Regions from separate parts of the Mus musculus genome. Here region 1 is linked to region 2. Evidence: chromatin contacts called from public promoter capture Hi-C data. All regions are on one chromosome and are shown on one strand. The core of a region is the stretch at or near the end of the contact, and the rest is flanking DNA. Distances in the headings are between cores, read along the strand shown. Region 1 overlaps Pld1 (phospholipase D1). Region 2 overlaps Pld1 (phospholipase D1).

Region 1 (5,362 bases), core at 2,391-4,890, 76 kb before region 2:
TTCTATCATGTCACAGGGGACATTTTCTTCAGTGGCATGCCACCAGGATGCTCACGCCGCCACAAATCACCTCTCACGAATGCAACCGCAAACAACACTAAAGGAATTCACAGGTTCACAAAAGAAAGAGGAAGGAGAAAGCAAAGCAGAAGAGAGGCTAGTTGGAAAGAGGTCGAGGTGGCCTGAGTGAGAGAGGACAAAAGTGGGGGGTAGATATGATCAAATTATTAGATGCTTGTAAGAAAATGTTATAGCAAACACAGTATTATTTACAATTAGTATGTGCTCATAAAAATTTTAAAATTAAAATTGAAAATATTTGATCTGGAGTGATAATAAAATTATATAAAAAGGAAAGAAAACAAAAATTCTTTGTTCCATCTGCCTGTTGTATAAAAGTAATTAACAATACAGCATGCCTGGGAAGGCTGATAGCCTTCAAATAGAGATGTTTTTCATAATGAAAGGTTATAGTTTGGGTTGCTGAACAGCAGCCAAATGTGTATATCATTCAGCTGGTTCAAAAATATCAAGAAACAATCATAGGAAATAATCACAGCAGACAATATTCCAAAAGTAATATTTGAATTGCCAAGAAAGCAGACAGAGTGCAGTTAAACATCACCAACTATGACAGGGCTATGTCCCACATCAGACAACAGCAGAGATGAACCCATCTTCAGCCAGAATGTGTAGAGCAAAGGCTGTCATTGTAGCCAGGTGGATTCACCCCTGGGAAACAGCATTAGTACTAATCATTCAGGTAAAATCCTGGCAGGTGAACAGGCACAAGGTAGCAGTCAGTGGGAGAACAAAACCAACAACTAGGCAGGAAGACCGGGGTTGTCCCCAGCACTGCAAACCAGGCACGGTGACAAACAGCACTTGGAAGGTAAATGCAAGAAGATCACAAGTTCAGAGTCAGCCTCAGCTACACAGGGAGTTTCAGGACATCCTGGGCCATCAAACACTACCACAATCCCACCCAAAGGCACCTCAAACTGTCAGAGGCAACTGGGGTCCTTTGAAGCCAAGCAAGGTGCATGTCGCCCTCCACCCAAGTGTGCCCAAGGCCCTGAACCCATCTCTGTTTGGTCCACTATAAAGTCTCATTCTTCCCCCTCATAACTCCTAAAAGGATGATTAGAAAAGTGTAAAACACAAAGAACATATTCAGGTTGTCCTCTCTGCTCTAACTGAAAGCGCTCAAACTGTACCTGGATTGTGTTCGCACTTACTTCTCCTGTTTTATTTTTCTCTACTTCCTGGAAACAATAAAGGGATTAGTGCATAGATATTTTTCACTAATATGATATATTAAAACGAATACAAAAGAGGCACTAGCTGGGCCTTCTGGAGGCAGAGGCAGGAGTGTCTCTGAAATTCAAGGTCAACCTGGTCTACATAGCAAGTTCCAGGCAGCACATAGTGAGATGGAGAGGGGGAAGGAAAGGAGAAGAGGGGAGGGGAGGGAAGGAAAAGAGACAGAGACACAGACAGAGACAGAAAGAGACATACACAGAATGACTAGTTTTTTGGTGCTGTTATACTTGACAGAGCCACCATGGATAACTGCGACATCTGAATTTCATTACCCTGTAAAGACTAAGGTTTAAAAGCGCATTACTGAGCAAATAAGTAGAAACACTGTAGCTCCCTCCTTGGTGTTCAGGGTACCTGTAGTTGAAGTGCATTATTGCCTGTAGAGCGTTCCCCCCGCCTGTGGAAATGTCTCCCTCGAATCCCGGCAGCAGCGGTATCACAATGTACACCCGATATCTCTGGCCTTCCCTGCAAAAGAAAAATAAAGAAATAAAACCAAGTAGCAGCTACATCACCATCCAAGCAGACCATGGGGCTTTGGGGACAAACGAAATGCCTCCATACAGCCTTCCTCACTCAGCTTGGATGACTCTTGGATCCCAGCTATCACTATGGGATCTGAGCGCTATGCTGTATGGTACACTTAATTGGGCAGTAAAGAGGGAAACGTGTCTGCTTCCGCTTCTCCATTCATCATCCTTTGCAGGACAGAAGGCAGTTTAAAATAAATCTTGCTGATCTCATGAAAGAGGGTGTAGGAAGTGACTTATACCAAAGTTTAGAAAAGGGTGTTACCATAATGAGACTATGTAATTTTAAATAGGATTTTATTTAAATATGTGTATCCATATGTGCAGACATAGATACATAGACATATATATATATACATAATTACTATTAAGTTATGCAGTCCACAGCTTGGCAAATTGTGGGCATTTGATTCATAACTGTGGGGGTACCGGTACCTATGTCTTAGAAGCAAATATACACATAAGATTCAGTATGTTTTTCAAAACAGAGTCATCGGTATTTAGGAATGCTAAGGTTCCAGCCAGAGAATGTTACTGGGAATTCTTCAAGAATTCTGAGTGACTAGTTGTTATTTTTTATTTTATTTTTAAAACATTTATGCACAGGTGTGTGTATGTGTGTGTGTGTGTGTGTGTGTGTGAGAGAGAGAGAGAGAGAGAGAGAGAGAGAGTATGAAAACAACTTGTGAGACTCACTTGTCTCTTTCTACCATGTGAATCCTGGAGATTGAATTCAGAGTATTGCTCTGGGCAGCAAGCATCTTTACCGTTTGGGCTATCTCAATGGCCCGTACTTTATTTTAAAAAAGGACTATTATTGTATATATGGAGCATAGGCACACACGCTACAGCCCATGTGAGGAGTTCAGAGAACAACTTTATGGAGCTGGTTCTCGCCTCCCACTGTTCTTTCACATGGACTCTTGAGACCGAACTTAAGTCAGCAGACATGTGTGACAACCACCTTTTACCCACTGAGCAAGTCCCAGCCAGTGTTCATTTTCAAATCCCCAGCTTATAGAACACAGTATCTTCAGGCCACCTTTTATAGGAAACCGAAGCTTCTTAATGACAGCTAGAACAATAGAAGAAAATGCAGCTCTTTCTTTTGATGTGTATTCAGAAGCCCAGAATGCTATGCTCTGATAGACACATCAAGCCTTTTGACACCAAGGCAGGACATTGTCATCGACTAAGGCTATGCTGGAGAATGGTAAAATGGAGTTAGTGAAAACCCTCTCATAGTGCTTTGTGTGAGTTTAACATTTTGCATCAGGCTGACTTTATAGCTATCCTTGACCACAGGCTAGATAGCCCACTAGGCAACATGTACAGCGAGAGTCCCAAACTCTTAAAGCTTCTGGCTTTGCTTAGGAATACACGGGAAAGAGAGAAAGCTTGAGAGAGATGCTGGATACCTCACAGTGCACAAATACAGTTTGCTTGAGCACATTCTCTCTGCTGGCTAATTCTCAAGGGTCATCCTGCTTAAACCATTTATTATACCTAATGGTCATAGTTCGTCTTCTTGTGAACAGAGGAAGAGACCCTTCTTGTGAGAATTTTCTCTGTTCTAATGGTCAAACCTGACAGGTGGGTCTGAATGTCCATATATTCATGACAACACAGGGCAGAAGTGACTATCAAAGGGACCATAGTATGAAAAGTCAATGGCTGAGAAATGAGGCATTTGAGGGAGACTGCTGCAATGCCAAGGATTACTCACTAGATGGCAAACGTAGTTTGAGTTGGGAAGAATACAGAGAAAATGTGAACAGCCCTGGTTACTGCCTTGGTTAGGCGACAAGGCACAGTCTTTAAATGGTAAACAGGACACAGGAGAAGAACAGGAAGCCCTGAGCTACTTTCCCACAGTCCACATTTAAAAGACTGCATGAACCCAAGTGGACACTTAACTAAAGTATATTCCTGTGAGACGTCCCATAGTCATTCCAGTGATGTCCACAGTACCCCACCCACGTGCTAATAAAGCAAGTCAGCTGAGCTCCTAGCCAGGATGGAAGCACTTCTAGGTCACCTTGTTCATTGGAGCTGCCTGGCTCTGCAGTCAGAACCGGGTCTCATCTGCCTCTTCTTTCCCAGACCGTGGCCAGGAAGTGACCCATAAGCTCTGTGTCTTGCTCATTCATGACAAGCTCATGACCTGGGCTGAGGGCTGACCTGCTCCAACACACTGGGTGGAGGTTCACATAGCTTTCTATTTGGGGCAGCCTTCAGTAGAGAACCCATGCTTTCAGTGTGCTCTGTTGGCTGGGAGGATGGGGTTGGAGTCAGATTAAAAGAACATTTCAGCAAAAAGTAGGTCAAACTATACTTGATATTTTTCTTAATTATATTTCATTTGAATTTTCATTATGGTAAATATATAAAATGTAAAATTGGGCATTCTGTCCACTGTGAGAGTCTTCATCATTAACTGTGGTCCTAATTTTACATGATGCCTTCCATATTCAAAGCTTTTCATCATCATCACAGATAGAATTCGCTTCATTCCTACCCCCCAGCTTTCATCCCCCACCTCCCACTCCCTAGAGTCCCTGGCTATCTCTAGTTTACTCTACCTGGATTTTGCATATATGAGGAATCACATGAGGCTTGTCCTTTTTGGTCTAACTTGTTTTCCTTAACACACTACCCTCAAGGTTCACCCATACCGTGGCATGCTTCACAGCTCCTTCAGCTTTGTGGCTGAATATTCTTCTGTATTGTGTGTACACGTTCATCTGCTAGTGGACTGTTGGGTTGCTTTGCCTCGTGGATGTTGGGAATAAAGCTGTTATCAGTGTTGCATTATTAGCCCTCTGAGTTCGAGGCCAGCTTGGTCTACAGGGGGAGTGTCAGGATAACTAGGGCTACACAGATAAACCCTGTCTCAGAAAATAAACAAACACAGGTTTTTTTTTAATTAAAAAAAAAAAAAAAAAAGAGTGAGCGAGTGAAAATTGTTTTTTCATCCTAAGCAGAATTCTAGAGGAACTAGAACAAGCCCCTTCCCACTTCCTTTCTATTTATTTTATATGATTTCTAAAATATATTTATTTGTGTGTGTATAAGATTTTGTGCATATGTGTGAACGCACATGTATGTGCCTACATATGTGTATGGAAGCCAGAGCCTAACTCACGTGTCCCCTTCAGCACCTGTCCACATGGTCATTAAGACAGAGTCTCGCTGACTTGGAACTTCCCAGTTGGAGGAGGCCAGCCAGTGATCCCAGCGATTCAGCTGTTCGAGGCCCCAGCACGGGGATCATAAGTTTATACTGCCATGGCCAGCCTTTACCTATAGATTGTGGGGATTAAACTCAGTCTTCATGCTGGTCTAGCTCCAGCTTGACTGACTTCTCTCCACCCTATGGGTGTAGGCTTTTGGAAAAGAATACTTTAAGGCCTTTGGTTGTCCTAAAGCTGCTTGCACCTTTCAAAGAAGAGTAGCAGCTCCCTCCAGGTAGGTGAAGGCCTCTCCATCCCCCCCTGCCCTTCTTTAGG
Region 2 (5,164 bases), core at 168-2,667:
AGCTCAATGGATGCCCAGCCTTGCTAATGGATGATATGCGGGTTCAGGGGGAGATCTTGTCTCAAAAGGTCAGTCAGAGATAGATGGAGGAAGCCCTAGGATGTTAACGCCTGGCTTCTATACATGCACATATGTGACCCCTACAAATGCATGCATATACCATGCAAAAAAGAAAAAGACTTGAGTTAACTTCAAACAGGCTTGCTTTATAAAGTATAAGCATGTTACATCTGTAAAATAAATAAATAAATAGAAAATGCCCTTTGTAGTTGGGGCTTACTTAATATTTCTCAGTTATTACAGGAAATACATAGATAGTAACCTAATTTTTCAAAATGACATATGGCCTATGTATCTAGTCTTGAGACTGGGTGAAATTTACCATGAAGGAAAATATCAGTGAATCATGGCAGATTCAACTTTTGAAGGGCGTATCTGGCCACCCATCAGATACAAGCAGGAAGGGAACATTCATCAGGTTGTGAGATGGTTTTTCTCCTCCCAAAGCAATGCTTATAAGGTACCGTGGGGTTTATAAACATAATGTGGCTTCAAATTAAGATTTTTATGACTGAAAAAGTAATTAAACTAAACATCGCTTTAAAATATATCCAATTCCTTGTTCAATATCACAATCTAAAATGTAGTAAGGCAGACAGAACGAGAGAAGAGTGAACTCAACACGTGCTGCTCTTAAGTCCAGAGAAAGGGTGTAGGTCAAGCCATGGGCAGAAAAACAAGGGAGAGGGGGTGCTGCGTATGGGAGTTAGGTCAACTTTGCAAGACTCTGCATCAGGAGGATAACGTATCCGAGCTCAGAGAGCACAGCTAAGTGCTGCATTCCTCCTAAAATCAGCAAGGGGTTAGCCATTACGTGATTTCGCCACCACAAGATGGAATAAGACCCCTCTCACATCAGCCTCCTCTTGAGAGTCTCAGGTGAGACTCAAATGGCTAGGTTTCCTTTGTCTCCAGGCTTACAAAGCCTTGAAAGGCTTCTCAAGTCCATGGGCACCGAACTGTAGGCCACCACACCAGAGGCTGTGTGTGTGTGTGTGTGTGTGTGTGTGTGTGTGTGTACAGGGAGACCTGCAGACAGCAGTAGGGAAGCTCCCGCACAGGAAACAGCAGAGACAAGCACTCTCACTTCCTCTCCCTTCCTCAGTTCATGTCCACCACTCTCTAAGCTTGGAGGCCAAGTAGCACCTGTGTGAATTTCATACATGTTACGTGCAACACTTCTGTGTGGACAACCTCACAGCAACTGTCTGTGCTGCCAGAGAGAAATATTAAAATCCAGATAGTCGCCATTGTTCAGACCTCCGCAGAACTGAAAGCTAATCTTTGAAAAACACCCCACTCCCCATTCAAGGGCCTCTTCAAAAGCAAAGCTCTCTGTTTGCTGACACTGCAAAGCCTGCTTCCTCCTGCAGGCTGGCTGCAGCCCTCCCAGGCTCAGTCTTTGTGGCTCCAAAGCCTACCAACCTTCTCTCTGTTCTTTTTGCAAGAGGTCTTTCTCTCCCTGGTTTCCCACGCTTCTCACTATCAGAAGAATACATGAGCCAATCAGGTGGCAATCAAATTACGCTGTCTAATCTGGGGTACGCAACCCTGCTTGACAGTCTGCATTGAAATGCTTTTTGGTTTCATTCTAAAAACCTGTAGAGAGAAAAGGGCTGATTGCTAGATTTCTAGCCCATAGTAGCATTTCAACTTCATTTGAATCTGTTGCTACAGACATTATCAAGATCTACTCAGTATTATAAAAATATCAACGTCATCGTTATAAACTGGATCGAGACTCTCCAAGCAATTTTGTATTCATTAATTCAGTGTAACTCAGGAACTCAAAGCACTTATGTTCATGGAATACCCAAAAGTGAGCTACCCTTTAGGGTCTTCTAGGTCTCTGCAAGACCACTCCACCAAAGGGTACTTACCGTGGCATGATAGTTTCTGTACATGGGCATTTTTAGTATTTTTGTCAAGTAATCTTCCAGTTGCTTCTACAATAAAAAATAGTTTGGATACGGTTGAACATAATCATGTCTGTAGAAATTTTCAGCAGTGACAATGATGACATCAGGTCTCACTTTAACATATGTTAGTCATTTTATTATGCTCTATCGTTAAGTAGTATGCACACTACCCACTGTTCTCTTGGAGTGTTAGCTAAACCTCTTCTTGCTCTTAATATTTAACTTTTACTATGCTTAGGTCTTTGTAGTTGTTTTTGTCATTGTGACACAATACCTGATGAGAACGAGTCTATTCTGACCTACAGTTTGAAGAGATGCAGTCCACCATGGCGCAAGCATGGGAGCTGCCTGATCACGCTGCACTCACAGTCTGAGGCAGCATGGTGAATGCTGGCATTCAGCTCACTCATTTTATTCAGTCCAGAACCCTACAAATGGGGGCTAGTCATGGTTAAGGTGGTTCTTCCCCCCTCAATAGACCTAATCTAGCAAACTCCTCTCAGGCACGGCCCTAGGCTTGTTCCCTAGGCCAAGGTGGCAGGTTAATCTTAGTGCTGACAAGACCAGAGCTGAGTTTTTAATCCTCCATACTTATCAGAACACGATTACTCCTAATAAGTAAGTTTTGTTTCTTTGTTTAAAACAATGTTCCATATAGACAAGGCCGACTTCAACTTTGTTATGTAGCCAAGGATAGCCTTATACTTCTAATCTTCCAGAGCTGGGATTACAGGCATGTCAAAACACCTGGCTTATGTGAGACTCGGAATTGAACACAGGACTTGGGTGTTCTAGGCAAGCCCTCTACCAACTGAGCCACGCACAGCCTTAGCAACTCCGGAATTGGTTACTTTAAATCTTTTCTTTTTAACCCAAACCTGTTTTTTTTTTTAATTTTACATTTAATTAATTCAAAGATATACTACAACAAATTTTTTTTTCAAGAAAAGGAAGGAAGATTTGTTAAAAGAAAATGAAAAAGACTTCTTAGTAAAACGTATCTTGTCTGGTTCAAACATGTCAAGATATGTAAGTATGAGATGTGGGTTACAGGCTTAGGGCAATGAGGCAACACATGCCAATCAACACATGTCAATCACACTCTTTCATGAAATCACGAGACTCAAATACATGCATACAGTCACGCCAAACTGAAAAGTAGCATTTTATGCTAACACATCTCAAAAAGCATTTAGTACACAACTCTATAGATTTCAAATAAGATAACAACTCTAAATGAAAAGTCAGGTGTTCTCTGCACAGTACACACATTTCAGACTCTAAGACAAAACTGATAAAAATTTTAAAAAATCACTAATAAGCTAATATAAATCTAGCACTAATATGCTAATATAAATCTTATTAGCAGCAGTCATTGAAGCAGTGTGGGCAGAAATGCCCCTTGACCTGTCTCTTCTGTCTCCTGTGTTTGTGCTTCATTTTACTGATTTCAGACTATAATTGACCCTTCTAAGAAGCAGGAATATGATTATATATATATTTAAAATGAGCTATTAGAAATCAAAACGAATAGGTGGAGATGCTTGCTTTTCAGGAGAGAGTCTCAGAACCTCCCAGAATATGCAGGTTAGAGTCTTCCTTTCCCCTCAAGCCCAGGGAAGTTCCACTGGGGAAGATGGCTGTCTCAGCAGGTAGCCACAAACAAACACTCTGCCACTTCCTTGGCTTTGTAGCCCAGAAGATATCTAACTACAGAGCCACCAGGGCAGCCATCAATCAGTGGAGGAAAGAAGAGGCAGACAATAGAGCCAGAGAGAGGGCTCAGCAGGTAAAAGTGCTTCCCACACAAGCCTGAAGACTTGGGTTTGATCTTGGGAAGCTATAAAAATATGGAAGGAAAAAACTGATTCCACAAAGTGGTCTTCTGATCACTACACGTGCGCGCGCATGCGCACATGCACGTACACACACACACACACAGAAGAATAAGTGCAGTTAAACTTTCACAAAGCAGCAGAATAAAGACTCACCCTCCTGCCAAAGAACTGCTCTTCCTGGATTGCGTTTTCTGATGAACGGGGCAGACTGGGCATCTCTCGGGGTTCTTCTTTGACATTTTGTCTTCTAAATGTATGTCTAAAATACACACAAACACAATACAAAAAGCGATTAGACTATTCTTAAAGTATTTTATATTATCTTTCATGCCATGGTTTAGTATTGATATTTTAGTATTATATTATTTTATTTTTACAACATTCAGTATTATTTCAGTATTATAATTGATATTAGTAGTATATCCTGTCAATGTTTAAAACATTCTCATGTAGCCCAGGCTAGCCTCCAGCTCAAATATAGTCAAGACTAGCCTTGAACTCCTGATTCTCTCAAGTGCTGGGGATCACAGTTTGCTGTACACAGCAGCTGAGGTGGCTTATTTTTAAAAGAGCTATGCAATTGAAAATAGCTAACTAAAATGGGATTGGTAGCCTGTGAAACAAATGAAATGTGTCTTCCGTCCACATAACGGAGGTAAGTTTACGTCAGTTCTGCCGTGTTACCTTTTAGTGGGGATGGGGATCCGGATGAAGGCTTTGTACTTGAGCAGCTCTCTGTGAAACTCTTGGAAGTGCTTGAATTTCCTCTTAACTTGCCATGTGAATTCCCCGTGCGTTAACTCGATCGTGTACAGGTTGATACTTGGCACCTACGGTGACAGATGTTTAAAAAGAAAAGGTTTTATCTCAGATAGGGAAAGTTCTGAAATTTCCCCATAGCAAACATCAGCTAATTGCTAAGTAACATTCAAGTACTATCAGTCTATTTATTTTGTGTTGGTGTTTGGCATTTTAAAGATACGCTATCTTTAGTCATTTGCTTAGAACTTCATATACTGTGTTATGATCATACTCATCCTTGCCCCTCCCCCTCATTCCTCCTAAAACCAATTCCCACCCCCAACCTCCCCTCTTCTCCCTTCCTCATTTTTAAAAATAACCTACCCAGTCCAATTTGTGCTACCCATATACTCAAGTGACAGGGCACCCACAGGAGCATGGTGGATATACCAGAGGCTACCCACTCAAAGGAAGTTAGCTCCCTCTATCCCAGTAGCCATTCACTGACAGAAGTGTCTCTGCTAGGGAGCTGGCACTTGTGAACCATTGTAGGTAACACTTTTTTTAAAAAAGCAACCAAATATAGAGGTATTGCCTTAAATGTTC

Evidence for each region. Capture Hi-C pulls out chosen DNA fragments and counts their contacts.
Region 1: a contact with region 2 is called in a promoter capture Hi-C map of adipose tissue. The contact joins two enhancer-like sites. A contact is called at or near these places in 2 of 484 Hi-C or Micro-C datasets (granulosa cells and nephron progenitors), 3 of 115 datasets of contacts at active chromatin or transcription factors (all in embryonic stem cells) and 4 of 9 other capture datasets (adipose tissue, embryonic stem cells, liver and 1 more).

What each region holds. Positions count from the first base shown.
Region 1 is chr3:28,106,164-28,111,525 of GRCm38.p6, reverse strand. Pld1 (phospholipase D1) reads right to left here. Exons shown (of 27, transcript NM_001164056.1): 22 at 1,678-1,791. Among named protein-coding and RNA genes, the nearest start is that of Gm42196, 68 kb to the left of the region's middle. Within about 2 kb of position 3,640, at least 33 of the 459 cell types and tissues checked have an H3K27ac peak or open chromatin away from gene starts, as enhancers often do. A contact at or near this core is called in adipose tissue, where this site is marked.
Region 2 is chr3:28,028,079-28,033,242 of GRCm38.p6, reverse strand. Pld1 (phospholipase D1) reads right to left here. Exons shown (of 27, transcript NM_001164056.1): 5 at 4,502-4,647; 6 at 3,971-4,076; 7 at 1,941-2,006. Among named protein-coding and RNA genes, the nearest start is that of Pld1, 92 kb to the right of the region's middle. Within about 2 kb of position 1,417, at least 39 of the 459 cell types and tissues checked have an H3K27ac peak or open chromatin away from gene starts, as enhancers often do. A contact at or near this core is called in adipose tissue, where this site is marked.